2 separate regions of the Pan troglodytes genome follow, and region 1 is linked to region 2. Evidence: chromatin contacts called from public HiChIP or PLAC-seq data. All regions are on one chromosome and are shown on one strand. The core of a region is the stretch at or near the end of the contact, and the rest is flanking DNA. Distances in the headings are between cores, read along the strand shown. Region 1 holds the start of TM9SF4 (transmembrane 9 superfamily member 4). Region 2 holds the start of FOXS1 (forkhead box S1).

What was found. HiChIP or PLAC-seq counts read pairs in DNA pulled down with a chosen protein or histone mark.
Region 1: an H3K4me3 HiChIP or PLAC-seq map of stem cell-derived excitatory neurons shows a contact between it and region 2, with 2.7 times the contacts expected there. The contact joins the promoter of TM9SF4 here to the promoter of FOXS1 in region 2. A contact is called at or near these places in 1 of 7 Hi-C or Micro-C datasets (stem cell-derived neural progenitor cells), 1 of 1 datasets of contacts at active chromatin or transcription factors (stem cell-derived excitatory neurons) and 1 of 1 other capture datasets (stem cell-derived neural stem cells).

Annotation. Positions count from the first base shown.
Region 1 is chr21:38,325,283-38,332,872 of NHGRI_mPanTro3-v2.0_pri, reverse strand. TM9SF4 (transmembrane 9 superfamily member 4) reads right to left here and starts at 3,668. Exons shown (of 18, transcript NM_001280363.1): 1 at 3,643-3,668.
Region 2 is chr21:38,060,874-38,068,676 of NHGRI_mPanTro3-v2.0_pri, reverse strand. It overlaps FOXS1 (forkhead box S1), which reads left to right and starts at 3,739. Exons shown (of 1, transcript XM_001154081.7): 1 at 3,739-5,064. The coding sequence starts at 3,823. The coding sequence ends at 4,815.

The DNA of each region.
Region 1 (7,590 bases), core at 2,419-4,918, 260 kb before region 2:
AAGAAGACAGGAAAATCAAAGAGAACTTCAGTTTACACCAGCTATCTTCCATGGAGGGAGAAGTCTTGCCCTGCGGGTTCAGGAAACACCCTCCATACTAACATTGTTCTGGGAGCTGGCGGCTCAACCCTTGGGGAAGAAGAGCCATTCACCAAGGAAAGAGAGAAAGGGAAAAGCTCACATGCCACCGCACTTGCACCCACAACCCTAACTTTCAAAACAAAGGACAAACCAGCAACCCAGCTATTCCCACGGCCACTGGATCCACTAGTTCAGTTCCTCTTTGGCTGTATGACTCACCTCAGAGACCCATACACTCCAAAGTAGGTCTACCGCACCCCCTCGCCCCAATGGTTATGAAATGAGGGTGTGTATGAGGGTGTGGGGACTATTCTGACTTCCGTGTAATGAAGTGCTGACACAGACCAAACTCAAGCCTGTGACTCCACTTTGCCCCTTCATCACATACCCCTGTAATAAATTTGCTTCCACACCTTTTCACTATTGCACCAGATATGAAGTTTCTCCATATGCACCCTTTAAACTGGCCTCTGCAGGTCACTGCATGTTACATACTCAGTTTCTTTAAATCAGTTACTGTTTTCAGTACAATACTCCCAGGTGGCACAACAAACACTAAATCACCGTACTTGCAGGGTTTTGTTGTTGGTGGTGTGTTTTGTTTTGTTTTTTTTTTTTTGAGATAGGGTCTCACTCTGTCACCCAGGCTGCAGTGCAGTGACACGATCTTGGCTCACTGTAGCCTCCGCCTCCCGGGTTCAAGCGATTCTTGTGCCTCAGCCTCCCGAGTAGCTGGGATTACAGGTGTGTGCCACCACACCCTGCTAATTTTTGTATTTTTAGAAGACAGGGTTTTGCCATGTTGGCCAGGCTGGTGTTGAACTCCTGGCCTCAAGTGATTTGCCTGCTTCAGCCTCCCAAAATTCTGAGATTACAGGCATGAGCCACTGCTCCCGGCCTGTTGTTGTTTCTTAAGACAGGGTCTCGCTCTGTTGCCAAAGCTGGAGTGCAGTGCAGTGATCAGGGCTCACTGAGGTTCAAGTGATCCTCCCACCTCAGCCCCGCAAGTAGCTGGTACTACAGGTGCACACCACCAAGCCCAGCTAATTTTTTCTTTTTGTATTTTTTTTGTAGAGATAGGGTTTGCCATGTTGTCCAAGCTGGTCTCAAACTCCTGAGCTCAAGCGATCTCCCAGCTTTGGTCTCCCAGAGTGCTGGGATTACAGGTGTGAGTCACTGTGCTGGGCAAAAATCACTGTCCCTTCCACTGTGCTTAGACTAAAATCCAAACTCCTTTCCACAGCCTCTGTGCCAACTGAGAACAAGCTGGCTCCCTTCAAGTACTGTCCTGAAGGGGATGGGAAGGGGAAGCAGCCTAATACAACACTATTTCAAAATGCAATCCACAGACAACAAAATGTAGACCGCAGTCCCTCCCATTTCCAGGCATGCTTCTCAAAACAGTTGCTCTTGCTTCCCTCCAGTTTCATCTTGTATCATTCTCTCCTACCCCAACCCTCATCATGCTTCGGCCCCTCCAGCCTTCTGTGTGTTCCTCAAAAACACCAAGCTCCCTTCCACATCGGCCCCTTACACTTGCCATTTCCTTTGCTTGGAACATTCTTTGCATGGCTGGTTCCTTCTTGTTAATTATGTTTTAACTCAAGTCACCTCCTCTGAGAAGACTTCTTTCTGACCACTCAATCCAAAGTAGTTGTGTCACCCAGTCACCCCTAATCACTATCACTTCATTTTGCTGTCCTCACAGCATCTACTGGTGACATTATTTTGTTCACGTATTTACTTGTTCACTGCCTGTCTCCTCAAACCAGAAAGGCTCCACCAGTGTAGGGACCTTGACCCTGTAATTCACAACTACATCCCTAGTTCCTGGAACAGAATTGGTACTCAAATATTTGTTGACTAAATAGATGTGTACCACATATATGTATTGCTAGCTTATAACCTCTTAAAAATCTCTGAACAAGGCAGGGATTTCCCAGTGCAGTGCCGTAAATACCACTTTACTCAATGTTTTCCTTATAGCAAGAGAGGGTGTGATTTCCTTTTAAGTTCTTACACTATCTCTGTTCTGAATGTGGTACCAGAATATATATACATATATATAGGTTTCAACATACTACTTTGAGGATTTGCCCCACTCGTGGTTCAGCCTGAAGTCTGAAACCACAGAAACCAGGTAAAGGCCATGAAATCTTTTTACCTGACCTCTGAAGTTCTAAATAAGGAATCCCTCATTAAACAAAAGATAAGTTCTCAGTCAGCTAAGAGAAGGAGGGAAAATTGCTACCAGTCAATAATATATCCCTGTTTGGAGAAATCCAACACCAAATTATTTAAGCCAGAATCTTCCTTTGCTAAAGTCAAATGTCATTTCCTTTTCTCTGAGTCTTCCTTGTCATTCACTCCCAGGACGAAATTATCTGCTGAGGAGGCAGTATGCAGGAAGACCCAGGAAATCATTCTGGACTAAGTGACTTCAATTTTAGTTCTGGTCTCTTGACAAGCAGAATTTGAACTAAACTTTTGGAAAAAGGGCCAGTCCTTCAAAGATTTACTTCCAAGGTTCTGCACCAGGAGCCCGCAAGCTCTGACCCAACTTCCAAGCATGGCTATTTTACCTCCACCCTCATCCACACACAGACTTCATCCCAACATATAGCTTCATAATAAAGAGCCTTCATCCCTAACGAGCTGTGTGGCCATGTTGGGGAATGGGAAGGAGAGCAGTGAGGTGGGGCTTTTAGTGTTTTTCAAAACGTAGTTCACAGACCACTCCACTATATAATCACTAGAGTGCTTATAAAAGGGCAGATTCCTGGGCATCACCTAGCCCTGTGGAATTAGAATCTCTGGGAGTGGGGCTGCTCAGGAAACTGCATTTTTAGCCTGCCTCCCCCTACACACCTCGAGATTCTTATGCACAGTAAAGTTTGAGAACCAACAGGGTAAAAGGTCCCTAAGAGAGGGGCAGGGAGTTGACTGAGAGAAGACAGGAAGGGCAGGGAAGCCTCTAGGGATGAAAGATGGGGGTGGGGTAGGTGAAGGCAAGCTCTGGGGTAGCGGCAGTCAAGGGGGTGCGCGATGGGGACAGCTATGAGTGTAAGTGAGGACAGGGCTCTGAAAAGGATCTGAGGCAGCGCTGGGGCTGGGAGGGTGGTCAGAGGAGAGGTCACATCTGCGGACTGGTTATGATGGTGGGGAGGCGGGGAGAGCAGGGTCTGGACGTGACGGGGAGGAGCAAGGATGAGAATAACGGGAGGGGGTCTTCAGAGGGGTCAGGACTGGGAGGTGAGAAATGGAAAACGGGGCTCACAGTGGGCGGAGACCAAAAGTAGAATGGGAACCGGCGAAGGCAGCAGCCGAGGTCTCCCTCCGAAACGGCGCCTCCCCCAAAACTCGGGGCCTTGACAAGCCTGAGTGCAGGGGCAGGGCCGGGGAGGTGGATTTCGGGGAAGACAAGCCCAGTCAGAGGTAGCCCTCAGGCCTGAGTCAGGGGTCCCGGAGGTGGCTCAGGGCCAGGCATGGGGTGCTGGAAGATCCTGGGATACCCCGGAGGGCCCCGCTCCAGCTCCCGCTCCCGGAGTCTCCTTCACTCACCATCGCCGTCGCCATCTTGGATCCACGTGTCGCCGTAATGACGTCAGCGGAAGTGGTGCTCCCTGGTTACGGAGTTTAACTCCACAAGGTGGTCGTCTGGCTTCAACCGCTCCTGTAGTGGCGGTCAGCAGAGGGGAAAAGGAGTCTTAGCTCCTGATCGACAGTCTGGTCTGGGAAAGTAAGGTCGCTGATTAGGTGAAGAGAGAGAACGGTGTAACTAAGGAAGCCATATTAGCTCCTGGCAGAAACTGAGCCTCCCTTATTCCCGCTGCATTGTGGGTAATGGGGGTGTGTGAAAGTGCGCTCGTGCTCTCAGCGCCATCTTTACTACTGGCAGGAAGACCCATTGCCAGGGTTACCTGAGACCTTGATTTGAGGGAAAGGGTGGGCACTCGGGCTCCAAGAGCAGTACGACTCCAAGAATAATTTGTAATTATATATTTAAGTATTTGTTTGACTATCCTATATCCTCTTTAGTAGACTGTAATCCCCATGAGGGTGAACCCTGTTTTTTTGTTTTTTTGTTTGTTCGTTTTTTACCTTGCTCTTCCTCATTCCCATCTGTGAAATGGGAATGGGGTTCATCATAGGCTTGTGATGAGGATTCAGTGACACAATATTACATAGGATGTATTCAATAAATAATTGTCAGTATATGTTTATGTATACTCCTTTGGGCTTGTGGTAGATGCCCAATACATTATTTTTCAAATGAACGAGTGAAAACCAGCATATTCAGTGGAGGGAGATATCTCTGAATGTGGACGTCATGCACTAGCTTAGTGTGTGACTCCAGACAAGTCACGCAATCTTCCTAAGCCTCAGTTTCCAAATCTGTGAAAAAGAGACTCAAAGAATCATGGTATTAAGGTTGGGAAAGAACTCAAAGTTCATTTGACCCATGTATATCACTTTAAACTGAATACAGTACCAGTGCTATCTTAGACTGGTTTTAAAAAGCTATCAAAAGAATAATAATGATTAATAATAATCATCAGCACTTGCTGAGCATTTTGTGTGCTGCAGCACTTAGCATTATGCTAACAGTTCATTAGACTCTTTTTATCTAATTCTAGGGGGCAAGGGACAGTTGAACTCTGATCCCCACCTATGGGCACCACTGTGGTGGATTTTCTGCAAAGATGGCTGCCACGTAGTTCTGTCCGTCCTTGCATGATGAGCATACGGTTTCTCTCCTCAAGAGATAGACTCTGTTTTACCTCCTGTTGAATCTGGCTGGTCATGTTGGTTGCTTTGACCAATAGGATGTGCTACAAGTGATTCTGCCAGTACTGAGCCTAGGCCTTAAGAGGATTGAAAACGTCTGATTCTACCTTCTTGGTTATAAAGAAGTGTAGCTACTCTGCTGGAAAGGCACCTGGAGAGAGAGGGAGGCTCAGCCAACTCCTCAAGACATTCTAGAAACTACAGCTAAGCACTATAATATGTAATTGAAGTCATCTTGGACATTCCAACCCCCACTGAGCTACTAGCTGAATGCAGCTACATGAATAACCTCATGAACACCATGTGGACCAAAAGAACTGCCCAGCTAAGCCCAGCTTTAGAGTGGGGTGGTTTATTATAGATCATTTCAGTAATAGATCATTGAAACACACACCCATTAACTCTTGTGACATGCACAACCATCCTGAAGATTGGCAGATTGGCTATTAACCCCAAGGAGGAGGAAGCTTGAGAGACTAGGGGGAATTTGCTGCAGTCTCATAGGTTCCAGACTTAGAACCAGTTTTCCTAGAGCTTCGATCCTGAGTGTTTCCCACCATTTCTAGCTGCCTGAAGAAAGATAACTGATAAGGAGCAAAGCTCCATAAATGGCCTATTATTTTTTAGTATTTCCATTTTTTTTCTCATGCTTTGTATTTTTCCCTAAAGGCCTTTCATATCCCAATCTCTTTTGGTGACATATGCCAGAATCCTAGAACTAGACTGCCTGGGTTCAGAACGCATCTCCACCACTCATTAGCTCCATAACATGGGCAAGTTTCTCTTTTTTTTCTGAAAAAAAATTTTTTTTGAGATGGAGTCTCACTCTGTTGCCGAGGCTGGAGTGCAGTGGCGCAATCTCAGCTCACTGTAACCTCTGACTCCCGGATTCGAACAATTATCTTGCCTCAGCCTCCTGAGTAGCTGGGATTACAGGTGCATGCCACCAAGCCCGGCTGAGTTTTTGTATTTTTAGTAGGGATGGGGTTTCGCCATGTTGGCCAGGTTGGTCTAGAACGCCTGACCTCGAGTGATCTGCCTGCCTTGGCCTCCCAAAGGGCTGGGATTACAGGTGTGAGCCACTAGACCCGGCCTAAATATTTTTCATTGTTGTAAAATATGCATAACTAAATATTGACTATTTTAATCATTTTTAAGTGCACAAATCAGTGACATCAACTACATTCACAAAGTTGTCAATCATTACCGTCATCCGTCTCCAGAACATTTTCGTCATCCCTAAAAATGAATATCCACATGCAAAAGAATGAAATTGGACCTTTATCTCACACTATATACAAAATCAATTCAAAATGGATTAAAGACTTATAGGGCCAGAAACTGTAACGCTACTAGATGAAGACATAGGGAAAACTTGACATTGGCTTGGGCAATGATTTTTTGGATATGACACCAAAAGCACAGGAAACGAAAGCAAAAATAGACAGGTGGGATTGTATCAAACTAAAAAGCTCTGCACAGCAAAAGAAACAACAAAGTAAAAAGGCGACCGCCAGAGCTGAGGAAAATATTTACCAATCAAAAACGATCTGATAAGGGGTTAATATCCAAAATATATAAGGAGCTTAAACAACTCAATAGCAAAAAATCCCAAATAACCTGGTTTAAAAATGGGCAAGAGATCTAAGCAGACATTTCTCAGGAGACAGACAAATGGCCAGCAGGTAAATGGAAAGGTGCTCAACATCCTTAATCATCAGGGAAATGTAAATCGAAACCACAATGAGCAATCATTTCACACCTCTTAGAACCATTATTATCAAAACGACACATAATAAGTATTGGCAAGGATGTGGAGAAAAGGGAACTCTTGCATAAATTGGTACGGTCACTATGGAAAACAGTATGAATGTTCATCAAAATTAAAATTAAAAATGGAACTACCATATAATGCAGCAATCCCACTTCTGAGTATATATCCAAAAGGAAATGAAATCAATGTCTGCACCCCCGTATTTATTGCAGCACTATTCATAATAGCCAAGATATAGAAACACAGCAGCTGTAAACTATAATCTATGTTTAATATAAGTATATAACTATATATTTATAAATATAAAATATATATAATATCATATATAACTTTTTAAAAGGTTTATTTATCTATTTATTATTTATTTGAGATGGAGTTTTGCTTTTTGTTGTCCAGGCTGGAGTGCAGTGGCATGATCTTGGCTCACAGCAACCTCCGCCTTCCAGGTTCAAGCGATTCTCCTGTCTCAGTCTCCTGAGTAGCTGGGATTACAGGTGCCTGCCACCAAGCCAGGCTAATTTTTGTGTTTTTAGTAGAGACGGGGTTTCACCATGTTGGCCAGGCTGGTCTGCAACTGTTGACCTCAGGTGATCCACCCGCTTCGGCTTCCCGAAGTGCTGGGATTACGGGCGTGAGCCACCACTCCCGGCCTATTTATTTATTTTTGAATTTTCTTTTTGAGACAGAGTTTCACTCTGTCGCCCAGGCTGGAGCGCAGTGGTGCAATCTCAGCTCACTGCAACCTCTGCCTCCCAGGTTCAAGTGATTCTTTTGCCTCAGCCTCCCCAGTAGCTGGGACTACAGGTGTTTGCCACCAAGCCCAGCTAATCTTTTTGTATTTTTAGTAGAGACAGGGTTTCGCCATGATGGCCAGGCTGTTATCAAACTCCTGGCCTCAAGTGAGCCACCCATCTCAGCCTCCAAAAGTGCTGGGATTATAAGCGTGA
Region 2 (7,803 bases), core at 2,490-4,989:
GGTGCTGGGCATGAGGTGGACATTGACACAAAGAATATGGCACAAAAGCACCAGGGATGGGAAAGAATACAGGCACCAGGAGGGCTGGGGGCACATATACGGATACAGGAGTATATGGGGTGCTGGCACGCACGGAGAAGGCTTGAGGCGTTGGGTGTGCAGCATAAGAATAGGGCTTCGGTACATGTGTTGGCTTAGGGCATAAGGTGGATGTGAGGTGCACCAAGCACGAGATAGGTATAGGTGAGTGGCAGTGGGCATGGGTTGGGCATAAAGGCATGGGGTGGGCATAGGGGCCAAGGAAGAGACATAAGACCTGGAAGTGGGCACAGATGTGGGACATGGGACAGGCATAGGAACGTGGAAGTGGGCCTAGGGCACAGGCACATAATGGGATGTGGGCTTACAGGACTTGGGCATGGGAAATGAGCACAAGATGGGCACCAGTGGGTTGCCTAATTCTTGCCCAGTCCCTATAGTCTCAGTGTCGTATAATTGTGTGCCCACATGCAGGATGGTCACCGGACCCAAAGTACCAGATCCGTCTGTGCTTTGGTGAGGAGGACCCGGGCCCCACAGAGCACCCCAAGGAGCAGCTCATCATGGCGGACGTGAGTCACTCCTTCCACTCCAGCCAAGAAGCACGCCCTCCAGTCCCCTCCAGACAGCCCTTCCCACACTCCCTCCAGTCCCAGCTCTGCCTCTGACACTTCTAGCACCCTCGGGTCTGTAGGACCCTACCTGGAAAATGGGGGTAGGGATGGGGCTGTAACTAGGGCTGTGACTTCCCATGGGAACATCCGAGGCGGGAAATGGAGAGGGTCTGCTCATCGCCCCACCCGCCCCCGCAGGTGCAGGTGCAGCTTCGGCCTGGGAGCTCGTCCTGCACTCTAAGTGCCTCAACCGAGCGCCCAGATGGGTCCTCAACCCCTGGCAACCCCGATGGCATCACTCACCTTCAACGCAGCTGCCTCCATCCTAAGCGAGCCGCTTCCTCTTCTTGTACCCGCTGAAGGCAGCCCCCAACAGGGGGGCTCCCTACTCCCACCCAACCCTGCCCACACTAAGCCCATGGACTTGGGGCCTCCCCCGGCACATCACCCAGGTCTGCTGGATGGCAGAGGTGGATCGCGGCCTTCCACTCCTCTGTCACGGGGCCCCGGAACTCAAGAGTAGGCCACACCGCCCCCCAGCTGGGCATGGGGCTTCGGCAGGAAACTGAACTTGATCTTGAGGCCCCAGAAAGGCAGCAACTGGAGCAGAAGCAAGACTTCATCTCTTGCTGACAGCCCAATTTGTCAATAGCGCTTTCCTCAGAGCCAGCCTTAACCTGCTGTTAAGTCCATTAAAATGTTTGCTTAAAGTTTTTACCAATAATTAGATCATCAGGGTTGTTTAGTGTGGGATCAAGCCATAACAAAACTGCCTAGCCTCTCAGGGGCCTTGAATTTACAGACCCTTCCTCCTCCCTGCAGCTAGTCTCTCTTCTTTATTCTGGGGGCTGGGAAGGATCCCAAAACAGGGAACTTGGCCGAACCCTGGGCTTTGGATGCTAACCACTGAAGTACCAACACCTGTAGGATGCTGTCTTTGAAGAAACTGAGGCAGACCTCCAAATGCAGCCCTAAGGCAGAGGTCAACGTGGAAGACCAGCCCTTCTCCAAGCCCCACTGGTCTTTGCAAGCTGTACGTTGTAGGGAATCTGGGAACTGGAAAGGGGGACTACAACCAGAAAGTTGGTTACCCTGCCATGGGAATAAAGTAGCTGTTTTCCACCCCACATATCAGGCCTTTTATTCTTTTCTGAGTTCTGATTTTATTTATAGGAATCCTCTTACAGATGCCAATATTGTAAGTCTCTTTTAATGATACATTAATAAGCCACCTTCATGGGGGGAAAACTGTGATTCGATAAAGGACAGAAATCAATCAATTGCTGTTTGTTTAGTCATTTAGCAGACATTTCTTGAACACCTACTCTGTTCCAGGCCTCTGTTCCAGTGTCCAGTGTGTGACTCTGGGGGTACAGCAAAACAGCATGCTCTTTACTCTCTTGGAGTTCACATTCTGTTTTCTAGTGGGGACCCAGCGACTCTCTGCTACCCCTGCCCCTCACTGAAGAGGCAGTATTTAGGAATTACAGAATCCTAGGCTCATATCCAGCTTTGTCACTCACTAGATGTGGGACATCAGGGAATTTACTTACCTTCTCTGAGCCTCAGAGCCCTCATCTATTCAAAAGAAGCAATGAAGCCCTCCAGAGCAGGGTTGGTTGAAGAAGTAAGTGTAGGGTTGGGGAGGTGAGCTGGCCTGGTACAGAGTGGGTGAGCAGTGACTTGGGAGTGGGAGAGCAGAGAGGATGCCGTCCCCTCCTCCAGAAGGCCTGACTGTTCTGGGCCTGACTGTCTGGACCTCCCGACCCCAGGCTGCAGCTGGGGTAGCCTCAGTTCAGAGTGACAATCCGCAGCCATGTTCATATCCCTACTCCATACTAGGCTCTTGATGAGGGTGCTGCATTCTGTGTAAGGGGAACCTGTTGCCTCCCCACCATGGCCTGGACAGCTGAGTAGTCACCAGCTCCATGTTAGAGATGGGGAAACTGAGGCTCAGCCAAGGTCTTGAGGTGCCTCTTGGGAGGGAGAATGTCTCTCCCCAGATAGCTGTCCTTCCCACACCAGTCACTAGGGGGCGACAGAGACTCAGCAGAACTGAATTTCATGGGCTCTCCTTACCATCCTAGGTGCCCCTCCCTGCAGACACCCCAGAGCTAGGAGGATGGGGTAGGAGTGGTGTGGCCCCAAGGCCTCTGCACCGCAGGAGTAGGCAGTAGACCACAGGCCTGGGAGGAGAAGAGGGAAAAGCAGGAGTAGAGGTAGGGATTAGAGAAGCCCCTGGGGCTTCTCTCACTCTAGGGGACTGGGCTCAGGCCCTGCCTCTCTCTCCTCTCTCTCTCTCTCTATTCATTCCTTTCACTCCTTGTGTTTGCACCTGTGTCTCTCAGTATCTCCTTTCTCTCTGGCTTTGTGGATGTCCTTGTTTCTGCCTGCTCAGTGATTCTCACTTTCTCCGTATACTACATGTGTGTCTGTGTGTGTGTGTGTCTCTGTGTCTGTCTCTGTGTTTCTGTGTGTGTATGTCTCTGTGTGTCTATGTGCTTGTGTGTGTGTCTGTGTGTATGCCTATGTGTCTGTGTGTGTCTGTCTCTGTGTATATCTGTGTGTGTGCTTATGTCTGTGTGTGTCTGTGTGTGTGTGTGTGTCTGTACGTGTATGTCTGTGTGTCTCTGTGTGTCTGTACGTGTATGTCTGTGTGTCTCTCTGTGAGTGTCTGAGAGGCTCTGGGTGTCTCTGTCTGTTGTGTCTGCCTCTGTCTTATCTTTGTCTCTCCCTCTTTCTCCCTCTTGTGATGTCTCTACCTCTGTCTCTGTCTCTTTTTTCCCTGTCTCTGTTTCATATGTTTCTGCCTCTGTCTCATTTTGTTTTTGTCTCTGTCCCGCTCAGTTTCACATCCTGTCCCTCCCCAGCCACCACCACCCAGCACACGTGGGCTGAGGGTCTCAGTCCCTTCCTTCCCAACTCCTCATCCCTGGCAGCTGCTCGGCTTCCCACTACTGGCCTCTGCTGCCCGCCTCTTTTGGGCCTTGTGGGAGTGGGGTGAGGGAGGAGGGGAGGATGGCTCACCAGACCCACCCCTTTTTGCCTTTCCAGGCTGGGAGGCTGGGCCAGTGGACCTTTTAACCAGCCTGGGCAGGCTATTCCGGAAGCCAGCCCTGGACGCTGAGCCTGACCCAGCAGGTCCCGGCAGCCTGGCAGCCCGGCCAGCATGCAGCAGCAGCCTCTGCCCGGGCCCGGCGCCCCCACAACTGAGCCAACCAAGCCTCCCTACAGCTACATCGCCCTTATTGCTATGGCCATCCAGAGCTCACCGGGGCAGCGGGCCACCCTCAGTGGCATCTACCGCTACATCATGGGCCGATTCGCCTTCTACCGCCACAACCGGCCCGGCTGGCAGAACAGCATCCGCCACAACCTGTCACTCAACGAGTGCTTTGTCAAGGTGCCCCGCGATGACCGCAAGCCAGGCAAGGGCAGCTACTGGACGCTGGACCCTGACTGCCACGACATGTTTGAGCACGGCAGCTTCCTACGCCGCCGCCGCCGCTTCACCCGGCGGACAGGTGCTGAGGGCACCCGGGGCCCCGCCAAGGCACGCCGTGGACCCCTCAGGGCGACCAGCCAGGACCCAGGAGTCCCCAACGCCACGACCGGCAGGCAGTGCTCATTCCCACCAGAGCTGCCAGATCCCAAGGGCCTAAGCTTTGGGGGTCTAGTAGGGGCCATGCCAGCCAGTATGTGCCCAGCAACCACTGATGGCAGGCCTCGGCCACCCACGGAGCCCAAAGAGATTTCCACGCCCAAGCCTGCATGCCCAGGGGAGCTCCCCGTGGCCACCTCATCTTCCTCATGCCCAGCGTTTGGCTTTCCTGCCGGCTTCTCAGAGGCTGAGAGTTTTAATAAGGCCCCTACGCCCGTCTTGTCCCCGGAATCAGGCATCGGGAGCAGCTACCAGTGTCGGCTGCAGGCACTGAATTTTTGCATGGGGGCTGACCCAGGCCTTGAGCACCTCTTGGCCTCAGCAGCCCCCTCCCCTGCACCACCCACCCCTCCAGGCTCACTCCGGGCCCCACTGCCCCTGCCAACTGACCACAAGGAACCCTGGGTTGCAGGTGGCTTCCCTGTCCAGGGAGGCTCCGGCTACCCATTGGGGCTGACCCCCTGCCTATACCGGACGCCAGGAATGTTCTTCTTTGAGTAAAGGCAGCCTCACCTCGGGCAGTCCCTGCAGGTCCCTCGCCCTCCGGGCTGAGCCTGGCTCTAGGACCTGAAGAACTCTCGAAGGACCCAGCCCTGGTGAGCCAAGGACAACCACACAGAAAGCCAGGATTGAAGCGGTGCTCAGCCAGGCCCCTGGGGCCTCTGGACAAACTTGGGGGTGAGGGGAAGCAGGGCCTCTTGGGATTTACTCTGTGGCTCTCAGGGCCAATAAAGCCATGTGATGATGAGGGTCAGCTTGCCTGATGGCTGGGGGCTGAGGGCCAGGGTGCCTGCTTGTATGTGGGGGTGGCTGTGGCTGTGGGGTTGTGCAGCGGGGACAGAGACCCTTGGTGGGAATATCTCACATGAGGTTTTCTCCTGCTGGGGACTTTCTCAGGGAGTTTCCTAGAAAGGGAGAGGAAGGGGAGGTAGGGAATGGGGAGCAGGGAGAGGAGGATACAGGCAAGGGAGAGACTGGGCAGGGGCAAGAATGGGCTGGCCTGAGGGACTGATTCTCCAGTCTCAGATGCTGGGACTTAGCCCCCATAGGTGCAGTCATCATAACCCTGACAATTTGTGACACTGATCCTGTCCCAGGCTTGTATGTATCATCTCACCTGTGTGATTTGGAAGGTTGGCCCCGTTTACAGTGGCGGAAACAGGCTCGCCAGCTCCAACTCCAGATGGCAAATGGGTGGCAGAGGGTAAATCAAAACCACATCTGTGTGGCTCTACCCTCCAGCCTCTGACCTGCAGCTTGAGTGAGGACATAAGGGTGGAGAAGAGGGTCAGGGCAGAGCTGGTGGTGGCCCCCAGAGGTGGGAGGGCTTTGCTGCAATCCTGGAAGGCCAGGGCTAGAAAGGCACCCTTTACCCATTGTGCAGACAGGGCACCTAGGGTTCAAAAGGCAGCACCTACCCCCTGTTTGGACTTCCCACATTAATGTGGGAGCTTCCCTGAGCCCCCAGCTCCCTGAGGTCCTCTGGTGACTCTTTAAGACGGCATTTCTTGGGGCCAGCAGCATGGGCTGTGACTGTCCTAGGTACCATTCAGAAGTGACTGAGCCCTGACCTTTCACCTTCTCTGACTATCCCTTCGCGAGGAAGCAGGAGAAGTGGGGATATTCTTGGTCCTCGTTAGAGGAACAGAGAAGGAATCTGAAACATCGCTGTCCTCACAGACCCCAGCACTGGAGGAGCAGAGGCGAATGGCTTCCTCCCCAGAGCCTCAGTCCTCCTATCTGGATCATGGGCATAGGGAGAGGAGGGAGGGATGCTGGGGCACCCCCATTCTGGTTTTTGGCATGTGGTCTAGAGTGTCTTATGTCCCACGAGGTTACACCCAGGGGGCTGGAGACCCCTTCTTGGGCAGGCAGCCCTGTCCCCTCCAGAGGCCCTCCCTTGCCCAGGCAGCCCCGAGGACTCCAGCCTTTGCTGCTCCCTCCTCCCCCGACAGGTCCCCTGGGGCCTGGGAGGAAGCGAGCCCGGCTGGACAGCCCGAACTGTCTGGTTCCCACAGTCTCAGAGCTGGGGTGGAGGAGGACCTGCAGGGTGAGAGGGGCTGGGAAAACGCCTGGCCAGCTGTGGGGCCCCTCCCCACCATGCCTGCTGAACCCCAGCCTGGAACCCATCAAACAATGGGGAGGAGGAGCAAGGGTCTGTGCAGCCTCCTATGGGCAGCTTCATGGGGCAGAGGGAAGAGGAAAGGCCCTCTGTGTGCAGGGCATGGTGAGGAGGGGGAAGGAGGCTCTTGTGTGAGTCTGTACCATGGCGTGTGTCTGTGTGGATCAGTGTGTCTCAGGCTGCGTGTGTGTATATGACAGAGAAAGAGAGAGATGCAGAAAGACAGACCCTGCAGAGGCAGAGACAGACAGATTCAAAGGGGTGAGAGTTCTTTCTCAGTTGGGTCAGGGAAGGAGGCCTCTGCTGGGCGCTGTTCCCGTTGCACATTCCTGTGGAGCCCTGGTGACCCCAGTCCCTTCCCAGCCTGGGTTCTGAGCTACTAGGAGGATGGGAAGCCGGCTGGGCTGGGGGAGCCCAGGCCTCTGCCGCTGTACTCCCCAGCATCCCCCTGAACCAAGGAAGTTTAGCTCTGCACTAGGGTGGGGACTTGTGGAGAAGGAGGCTGAGTCTCCTGCTCATCCCTTGCCCTGGGGGAATGTGCGAAAGGGTTGCCCACATGCAGGCTTAGAGCCCCCTCTGCACATCTCCCTCTGGCCTCCGACATAGTCATGAAGTGAAGACAGGCCCCCTCAGCCCCAACCCCCCAAGCAGGACCCTGGACTCAGCACATGCCTTGGACTCACTGTATGAGCCTGGACCAGTGCCCACCTCTCTGCGTTTCACTCCCTTTGCCCAGTGGTTGTGGGGAAGGGCAGCCTGACTCACGGTCTGAGTCCCAGGAACGGATCTGACCTGGAGGAGGTCCCTTCTCTGGAGGTGCTGGGCAAGGAGACACCATGATCTCATGCACCCTTGGCTAGCTGCCCAGCCCAGGGACCCCACCCACGGGGCCTCCTGCCTTCACATTCTTTCCATGACCAACATTCACCTCCGGCTCCCACCTGACCACCCTCATCTGGACAGGGGTTGCGGGGACAGTGAATGCCTCTGTCGACCCAGATAGAGCCCCTTGGCACAGATGGAGAGACCAAGGCCAGAGAAGAGAGGTGACATGCCCAGGGTCACATGGCAAGGCAGGAGCAGAGCCGCTTCTCAGCCCATCCATGGCACCCCCTCTGATGCCTTAATGTAGCTCTGGAGGGGAGGGATGGGGCCATCTCATTGGACCAAGGACCTCCTCATAGGGAGCGTGTCCATCTCTAGGAGGGAATCCCAGTCCCCATTCCTCCTCTTTAGCAGGTGAGAGCAAAAAAGGTTATTGAGACCCTTACAGAGTTAGACGAATCAAATCCTAAAATGGCAGAATCAGAATCTGAAATGAATATTTCAGAAACTTCCAGAGTTTTTAATCATAGCAACTCAGATTC